Linked DNA regions of Sminthopsis crassicaudata: region 1 is linked to region 2. The links are chromatin contacts, called in public Hi-C maps. All regions are on one chromosome and are shown on one strand. Each heading gives the region's core, a stretch centred on a gene start, on an enhancer-like site or on the middle of the called end of the contact. The rest is flanking DNA. Distances are from core to core; before and after follow the strand shown.

Region 1 (5,087 bases), core at 1,483-3,982, 160 kb after region 2:
GGCAGGGGTTCCCCTCCGGGTGGGCAGGGCTGAAGCCCGCCAGGCTTTTGGCCAGAAGCCTGGACGCCTGGGTCCCTTCCTCCGCTGAAATTGTATTGTTTGCCTTGGCTTTGGCGGCGGGGAGGGGGTAAGAGGCTCCCTCACCCCTCCAGCGTCAGGCGGGGGCACAGAGAAAGAAGCCCCAACATCCTCTCTCTCTCCGGGGAAAGCTCACAACAGGGGCCGCCTCCCTTCCTCTCTTTCCCTTCCCCCTCCTTAAAAAATGAATCCCGAACCTGGTCTGCAAGGGGAGGGTGCTGGCTCCAGGGGGTGAGCTGAGGCCAGAAGGGATTTAACTACAAGCTTGCCAGGCAGGAACTGCAGCTTCCTCCCAGCCTCTGGCTGTAGGATGTGGGGGCAGTGCGTCGGGGTGAGAGGGTCCCCACCCACCTGGAGGGCCCGGGCTGACAGCCACCCCCCTCTCCCCTCTACCACTTACACTATTCCTTTTCAGCAATTGGAGAAAAAAGCTCAGACGGGGAAAAGTTTGTTCCTCCCACGGAAATCGTGCGGGAAGAGAGAGGGGAAGCGGAGGGGTCCCTGCTGCCGGGTCGTGGGGGAGGGAGCCTGGCCAGAGAGAGCTGGCTCCGAACCTCCAGGTGGGGTAGCCAGAAAGGGAGGGGAGGCCCAGAGTTTTCCCAGTTGGGCAGAGGAAGATAAAAGGCCCCATAGGGAGGTTCCGAGGGATGCAGAGGGGCCTGAGGTGGGGGAGGAGGGGCTGTCCTGCGCTGAGCCTTCCAAGTCTCTATTTGCCTCTCCTCCATATCTCACCACTTCCTAACTAAGAGCAATGATTAACCCGGAGCACGTCTCGCCCTCCCCTACCCCAGACTGTAAATCCTTGGAAGGCAGGACTGTTATTTTTCCATTTTTGAAATCTCAGTGTCAAGCACCTAGGAGGTATTTAATAAATGTTTACTGAATGAGGGCGAGCTCAGCTCCCAGAAAGGCAAACAGATAAGGCCGGGCTGGGGAGCGGGGCGCCCCAGGGGGAGCACAAAGGGAAAGCCAGGCTGGGGGGGGCGCACCCCCAGAGGCGAAGTAGCGTGGAGTCTAAGATAAAGAGGGGCCAGGGTGGGAAGGGCAGGGCCAGGCACATAATCCGCGCGCTCTGGGTCAAATTCTGGGTTAGGGGAAAGGGACCGAGGCAGGGAGAGGGCCAGGCGCACCTTAAGTGTGGGTCGGGAAGGGGGCGGCTAGCATCCAGAGGAACAACATGGACACCAAGGTCTGGATGGAGGGGGGGCTCTCAGTCCCGAAGGGGACAGTCGGGTAAGAGGGAAGGGGACCTCCGTCCCAGCCGGTGAGAACAGGACAAGGGGGCAAGCTCCTGGTGCGAGGTGGGGGGTAAGGACGGTCAGAGTTGGTGTGAGGACAGGGAGTAAGGACGGTTAGAGAGTGGATTGGGGAGGGCAATTCCTGGGGCTGAATGCAGGGACTGCAGCCGGCTTGGGTTGGGGGGTAAGGGAGGTCCAATCTGGGCGAGGGGGAAGGAGCCCCAATTCCTAGTTTCGTAGTCGGCCCGGAGGCAGTTCCTAGTTTGGGGGCGGCGGAATCTCGGGAAAAGCCCAGGGGCCCCTACCTGGGGGAGGAAAGGGTGGCATTGGGAGGGAGACCCCCGCTCCTACTCCGCTGGCGGGTAAGAATAATCAGTCTGGGTCAGAGCGGGAGCTAAGGGGGATTAGTCTAAATGAGGACCCGGGAGCCCCGCTCCTAGTGTGGGAGGTGAGGGGGCCAGCGGGGCGAGGACAAGAACGGTCCCAGCTCCCGTGTGGGCCCCTGGCTGGGGGGCGGGGAGAAGAGGTAAGGACGGTCACAGTCTGGGAAACCGAGGGGGGCAGTTTCCAGTTGAGGGAGGCGCGAGGGCAGCAGCCCGGGGAGGTTGAGGGGCGGCGGAGATAAGGGCGGCCAGCCCCGGGGGAGTGCTCAGGGCCCAGCTGGGGCGGGAGGATAAGGGTGACCAGCCCGGGGGGGCCCCGGCCGGGGCGGGGGCCGGGGGCCGAGCTCCCCGCGCCTCCAGCCCGCCGGGCCGCCCGTACCTTTGAGGTAATAGGCCTGGCAGCCGTCGTCGCGCAGCTTCTGCAGCAGGAGGCCGAGCACGGAGCTGGGCGCGCCGGGCTCCGCCTGCCAGTCGGCCGTGGCCTCGTCGTACAGCAGCACGGTGGCCGCCTTGCAGCGCTTGGCGAAGCGCTCCTTGTCCTCGTGGTTGGGGATGATGGAGCGGATGGGCAGGTTGCCCTTCTTGAGGCGCCGCAGCATGAGGCCGGGGATGGCCAGGTTGATGGCCGTCTCGATGTGGGACGACTCGAAGAGCTCGTGCGGCCGGCAGTCCAACAGCAGCAGGGACGCGCCGCCGCCGGACTCGAGCTCCTCCTGCAGCCACTCGGCGCTCTTGCACGGCATCGCCACCGCCATGGGCGCGCGGACCCGATTTTTCATCGGGATCGCGGGCGGGCCTGGGGGCCCGGGCCGGGGACGGGCCGCGGGCGTGGACGCTCGGTCAGCGGCTCTCAGGCGAGTCCCGGCGGCCCCGCTGCCCTCGCCCCCGAGCCCCGGCGCGGGGCTGGGCCAGGGTCCGTCCCGGTCCGCTGTTCCGCCCGGCCGCCCGCTCGCTCTCCCGGCCGCCTCCCGGGGCAGCTAGGCTCGCTCGCTTGCTCGCTCCCTCGCTCGCTAGTCCGCCCGCCCGCCTGCTTCCTCCCGCCAGCCCTCCCTCCCTCCCTCGCGGGCTGCAGCCTGACAACTTCAATTAAAAAGGGGCTTCTGTAGCTGCGCGGCGTGTCCTCCTCCGGGGGGCGGGGCCTGCGGCGGGGCAGGCAGCCCCGGCTCCAAGCCGCGCCCACACCCCGGAGCCTGCACCCGTCTGGCCTGCGGAAATCCGCCCAGCAACACAAAAGGCTAAGAAGCCTCAGGGAAATCCACGTGAGCGCCGCCTTCCCAGCACCCGGGCACCACCCGCCAGCCCAACGCTGCCTTCCAGTCACTACTCCCAGCCTCGCCCCCAGCTGGGTTTGGGGACCCCAGGCCGGCCACGGCTGGAATCCTGGGCCCCCCCGCGGGCAGCAAGCTCCCTTTAGAGAAGAAGCAGGTTAAAAGGACCCGTCCGAGTCTGAGAGCTGGGGCTGGACAGAGATCAAAGAAATCACAGAATTTCAGAGTTGGAGACCTCAAAAGCTTTAAAAAAAAAAAAAAAAAAAAAAAAAAAAAAAAAAAAACCTCCCTATAACACCAGCAAGTGGCCATCCAGCCCAGTATTTTATGGGGCTCACCCAGCATAACGTCGACTGAAGAGGAAACCGGCCCAGAGAAAAAAGATTAAATAAGCCCTGCCGTGTCCAGCTCATCTTAGAAGGGCAGGCCACAAAGATGGAGGGGCAGGGGCACCCATCAGGACACTCCTCCTCCCACAGCTCTCAGAGACCTCCCGAGCACGCTGCCAGCCAAACTTCAGTGTCCTGTAGTGAACACTGGCCTAAGGGCTGGAATCACTCCCCTCCTCCACAGACCCCAGATGTTCCGGGAGGTACCAGAGAACTCGGTAAAATACTGTGTCCCCTTTTGATCTGTAAAATTAACACTGAAATTGTGTACCTTTGATCTGTAAAGAAGGGAGATTCCAGTCTCAGGCCCTCCTGGGAAAGTATATCTCCCCAGACAAGTTAAGTGTCATTATTCAATTGGAAATCTTGGTCAAAAGCACTCCATTCAGGAAATTCTTCCAAGCCTTCCAAGTGATTGTCATCCGATTGGGAGATCTGGGCCTGGCACTGATAAGTATCTAGGCCTGGGGACAATGGCTTTCTTTCCAACTTGAAACTTTGTCTCAGATGTCCTATTAAAGGGCAATTTTAAACTCCTTTCTTTGCAGAATGCCCGCAGCAGGACTACGTCTTGTCAAGGAACCTCTCCTTGGCATAGCTGCCTGTGGGGACTCCTGCCCGCTGTGGAGAGACCCTCTTCTCAGTGAAAACCTTTTATTTCTCTGCCACTGAGGAAGTCGGTCTCCTAGCAAAACTGACTTCCAAAGTGCAATAAAACTTCCCTTTTGCCATTCAAACTTTTAGTTTTGTCTTTCCCGAAGGACCAGAAGGAGATTCCCACACCTCAGCTCTCTGCACTCCACTAACCTCCAATTCTAAATAGTCAAGTTTCCTCCCTGGGACAGGGGAGGGAGGGTGTCTTCTCCCCCGAAGACCTAGTCTCTTTAACCTTGGACCCCTTTCCCAACTAGAGCCCACCTATCCTGAAGTCTAGGATGGAGTGTCACTCGGCTGACCTCCCCTCAGCCCATTGCCTGGAGGCTAGAAACCTCCATCTCCAGCCACTGGGAGGGCTGACCCTTTGGGCGCAACCTGGCCTCTCTGCCCATTCCAGAGCGAGATGTTGGGAGGAAGGGGAGTGTCTCGGTGACCTGCGGGTCCAGGCAGCGAGGACCAGAGACCCTGCAGAGGCTCTGCAGCGCTGGGACATGATGAGACTGTAAAGGAGGCTGCGCGCCCTTTAAGAAGGCTTTAAAAGCTGGGCTAAGACTGACTACAGTTTGAGGCGACACGTGACTTTCCAGAGGCAGAGGGGGAGAAAAAACTCTTGTCTAATCCCTCGCTTTCTTCCTCTCTCTCTTTTCTCTTCCCTCCCTTTCAATTTCCCCAACCTGCCAATCAGTTCCTGCGGTGGGCGGGAGCGGTCCGCCTAGGGGACCAATCCGCAGTCCGAAAAGAGAGGGTGTGGGGAGGAGGGAGAGGAGGGAGAACGGAGCGCGAGAGTGGGCGGAGGCCGGGGGCGTGCCCCAGCGCAATGTATGTATCGGATTGCCAGTTGCGGTAGCGCGGACAGCGAGGGGGAGGGCTTAGAGGAGGTGAATGGAGCCGCAGGTAGAACTGTAACAATGTCACTACTTGGGAGCCCGGGAGAGCCTGAGCGCGCATGCGCAGTGTCGGCCCGGCTGGCTCTGGGGCAACGGGGCTGCCGGGTTAACAGGCGCTTTGCGCTCCTCGGGAGGCGGCCGTGGGCTCTAACGGAGCTGAAAGCGGCCGAGCCTCCGGCCACCGGCT
Region 2 (4,655 bases), core at 400-2,899:
CCCATAGTTGGCCCGCGTGGGGGTGGCCGCATGGAGCACCAGCGAACCGTATTGGCAGAATATGTAACACTCACCCCTTTCAGAGACTCATATCTCTGGGATCTAGGTTTCTTGATGCCATTTCTGTGCCATTTTCTTGCTACAGACAAAAAAGGAAAAAAAATCCAAATCAGTCCGTTTGATTTTACACAACAAACAACTGGCACGATGTGCAACATTTAGGCGTTATTTTCCTCACTGCTGTAAGTGGCACAGTCACTCTCCCTCGCTGAAAGATAGGAAAAGGCTGGCAGCTTGTCCGGATCTTAGAAGCCGGCACGCGGTTAACCAGGGCTCTCCCCTCCCCCCGGGGGAGAACTTACATTGATTGTGGGTGGTGTGGTTCTTGGACTTGGCCATCTCTGCACCTGGAGGGGAGAAACCCGAGGATCAGGATCGCAGAGCTAAACATCCCTCGTGGCTCTGTGGCCCTGGTCTTAAGGATGCCGCTTTCCGGGTCCGAAGCTGGATCTGAACCCGAGCCCGGGCCCAGCGAGTGCTCATTAACCCTGGCCGGTGGCCAATGCGCCGCTTCGGCCAGGCCTCCCATGTAATGAGATGGAAGGGGAGTCCTCCCATTAGGGCTCGTTCCGGGCTCGCCGCGGCCGTTCCTCGTGGGACAAGCTAACCGAGGCCTCAGGTCTCGGAGAAGCCTGCAACGGCTCCCACGGAGAGGACTCGGCGCCGGGAGACGCAGGGCTGGCCCCCTCTCCCGCCTGCTGCGGAGACTCCCGTGGCGGCCCCGAGATTACCCCAAACTTCGCGCGGGGCCCACCCGATCTGCGCCTCTCCTTTCCCCCGCCGCGAACTCCCTCACCCCGGCCCAGGCCTCTCAGCCGCCCCCGACTCTCCCGGGCTCAGCTCTGGCCTGCCCCCTGCCCGCCGGTCCCACCCGGCCCGACCCCCCGGCTCAGAATTCCTCTATTATCCTCCGAACTATTCGTTCGGCCCCCCATGTCCCATCCGGGCCACGGATGGCGCCGGATGCGACCCCCATAGCCTCTCACCGCAGCCTGCGCCAACAGGCACTCCACCGACCGGAAGAGGCCCAAAGCGAGAGAGAGAAAGAAGGAAGGAGCGCGGGGCAGTGTGGGAAATAAGGGCCGCGTGGGCGGAAAATCCTACAAGAAAACCTTCCCCCCGGAGTCCTAAGCCTCAAGAAGAAACGTTCCGGGAAGAAAAGGTCCGGACCCTGCTCTTCCGCTGGGGACCGAGTTGAACCGTGCCCTCGGAAGTGCCCGGAAGCCAACCCCGCCCGTGGCCCCCGCTGTTTCCTGTTTTCCTAGTAAAATGGGTCCGTTGTAAAGGGCGCACACGACCCTCCTCTGGGCCCGAACCTCCGGCGGTGATCGACACTCCCCAGTTGGGTGACCCTGCGCGACGCCTAAATCTCCCCAGCCCGTTTCCCCAACTGTAAAATGGGCGTAGGAAGGAATCGGCCCGGCCGGCCACTTTTCAGTTTAAACGCTCCAGCCCAGCTGGATCTGTTTCCCCCGCGGTTAAACCTGTTAAATGTCGGATTGGATTAATTACCCCAGAGGCCCCTCCCGGCTTTGTTAGGCCCTGTTTGGAAGGCAGGTCTAGAACCCGGATGCTCAAGCTCCTCGCCAGTGTCTGCCTCAGTTTACTCATCTGTAAAATGGGTACATAATAACAATAATAATTATTATGATATACCTTGCGTTCCCAGTTGTGACGTTCTAGGGTGTGTCTGACTGGCTGTAACTGACATGGGCTTTTTAAACTTAGCCACTCTAGACCCTTTTTTCACGGAGAAATTTCTATGCTGCTTTGTGTAGAGGGATGCAAAATGGGGCACACAAACCAAATGGTTCCTGATAACAAATCACCATTTTGGGAAGCCCGCATTCCGCTGGAGACCCCACGTGGGGTCACGTGTTTAACAACTAAAGGGCTGGCGTGTGGGTCCAGAGGCTCCTCCCGCCTTGGGCCGCCCGCCTTTAGAAACCTGTGCAGACCACATGACTTCTAGACCGCCAAAGCAGGGCCCTCACGGGAGAAGGCTGGTATTCCCTCCTTCGCCGGTCTGTGATAAAATGTCTTTCCACCAGCAATTTTTCTCTGGTCCCTGCTTCTTGCACTGGCTCCATTCCCCACAGATATCCTGCATCCGTTCTGTCTCTGGTCTCCGTCCAAACTTTTTTTTTTTTTCTGAGGCTGGGGTTAAGTGACTTGCCCAGGGTCACACAACTAGGAAGTGTTCAGTGTCTGAGACCAGATTTGACCTCCGGTCCTCCTGAATTCAGGCTGGAGCTCTATCCACTGCGCCCCCTAGCTGCCCCCTCTCTCCATCCTTTTGAGAAAGAAGAACTCTTGTTTGCTTTGCTTCCTCCTGCCTGATGTTCAGTTCTCCTCCAGCAGATGGAGTCAGTCACTCTTCTTCTCTGGGTACCAAAGCTTCAGCATCACCACCTTTGGGGTCTCTGGAGCATCAAATGCTTCCAGCCTATTTAAATTTTCAACTGTTTTTAATTAGTGATTGTACAATTGGTAATTCAGAAGTTTCAGTTGGTCGAGAAAACATTTCTTCCTTTGTCAAATCAAGCAAATCTGTTTTTCACTTTAAGAAAGTTTCAGTGCATTAAACCCGGATTGCTCCTGGTGAATCCATAGGTGTTTAGTGCATTGTCCCTCAAAACCTAGGCTGTATACCTCCCAGCCGTGCCGTCTGATCCCATGGAATCTCTAAGAATTTGGAAAGGCAGGCTCAGAACCAGGAAAACATTGTACAAAGCAACAGAAGGATGATGCGATGATCAATTGTAATAGATTTGGTTCGGTGATCCAAGGCAATCCCAATTAAACTTTGGATGGAAAACGCCAACCTAGAACTATGAAGTCTGAATGTATACTGAATTCATACTATTTTCATTTTTTTTCCTGTTTTTTTTTCCCTCATGGTTTTTCCCCTTTTGCTCTGATTTGTTTCTCCCAAATTGACTCATTTGGGAAAAGGTGAAAAATAAATGTAAATGTATAACCTAAAAAAAGAATTTGGAGAGGCACGTTGGTTTCCAGCCTTTCTCCAGGCCAGCTGTACAACTTATTTGGAACTGCTTCTTTGGAAATCTCCAAAATGGAGGAGAGAGAAATAGAACTCAAAAATGTCACTGGCTACTGCTAGTGCAGGGACCTACGACTCAGAGAGAGAAAGAAAAGTCCTCAGTATCTATGTATAGATACAGGCATGTTATTAAAATATTTAGAGACTTCCTTTTTATGAAATAAAGTTCAAATTCCTCTCCTAGGCATTTAAGGCCTTTAGTCTAGCACCACAATTAGTTATATAAGTACCACAGTGTCTTTCCAACTTGATATATTCTAAATTTTAACTTTTAAAATTCATTTTTATATTCAGGTCCCTATCCTTTCCCACTGTCCCCCTTGAGAAAGTAAGAAAAACAAAATCCATTAAAAATATCTAGAGTCAAGCTAACAGTTTCTCACATTGGCCACGTACATACACATGTCCCACGATGATCAACATGAAACTCTGGGCTGATGAAACCAAACACACATACACACACATATGGGTATTTACGTACCTTAATTTGCAGTTTTAGTCCATTATCTATCTCTATCAGAAACACATTTCACTATGAGTCCTTCGGAAGTGTGGTTCGTCATTGATTAGAGTCCTTTAATCTTTCAAAATGGTTTGTCTTTACAGTATTGTTATCATAAGAATCATTTTCCTGGTTCCATTCACTTCATTTTGCATCAGTTCATAAAAATCTTCCCTGGTTTTTTCATCATTTCCAATAGAACAATATTATTCTATCACATTCATATATAATATCACTGGCCTCAAGCCTGCAACACTCTCCCTTCCATCAAGTCCAAACTAACATTGCATTTTTAAAAAGGAAACCTTTACAGATCTCTCTTAATTCTAGTACCTTCCCTATGTTTATTTTAAATTTATTCTGGGTGAATGTCTGGAAGGGTTTTTTTGATACCTAGGTGTTTGCAGGTTGTCCATACCATTAGATTGAATTTGTTTAAAAAAAACATTTTTTTAAACCTTTCTTTATAGTTAGTGTTTGAAATCCATGTGCTGTTTAAAGAAAAGCCTCTTTTGATATCTGTAAAAACAAAAGGCAAGATACCATCTAAAAAGCTCTCTCTTAATCTATTATCCACTGTTCCAATGGGATCTGGTGGGGCATAGAGAGACAGACTAGGTATTAGGAGCTGTGGATTCTATTTCTGGGTCTGTTGTTCAATGTGTAAATCAGTTGAGTAAATCTGCCTCTTTTATTATGCCATCTTGATTCCTCCTCTCTAGCCTCAATTTTCCCATTACAAAGTTGGACTTTCAGCTCCAGCATGATATTATTTGAATACAATTCCCCAGTCCAGTGCACAGTTCAACTGAGCTGTGGTTCTCTGATTCTGATAGAATTGCCCAGGCAAACTCATCTGAGAAAGAAGATGGCATAGAACCTATCTTCAAAGGTACTCATCTGAGGGGCAACAATTCTTGTTCTTAGGGACTCCATACTCTGAAAAGGTTGAAGAGGCTTTGTTACAAGATCATAGATTTATAAGTGGCTTTATTTTATTTTTAGTAAAGCTGTTTAGTTTTCAAAACA

The links. Hi-C and Micro-C count contacts between places; a contact is called where the count stands out from the background.
Region 1: a Hi-C map of fibroblasts shows a contact between it and region 2, with 10 times the contacts expected there. The contact joins the promoter of DUSP7 here to the promoter of RPL29 in region 2. A contact is called at or near these places in 2 of 2 Hi-C or Micro-C datasets (fibroblasts and hippocampus).

The regions. Positions count from the first base shown.
Region 1 is chr1:673,696,208-673,701,294 of ASM4859323v1, forward strand. DUSP7 (dual specificity phosphatase 7) reads right to left here and starts at 2,733. Exons shown (of 3, transcript XM_074283402.1): 1 at 2,079-2,733. The coding sequence starts at 2,478.
Region 2 is chr1:673,533,037-673,537,691 of ASM4859323v1, forward strand. It overlaps RPL29 (ribosomal protein L29), which reads right to left and starts at 1,650. Exons shown (of 4, transcript XM_074283397.1): 1 at 1,573-1,650; 2 at 363-407; 3 at 75-139. The coding sequence starts at 399.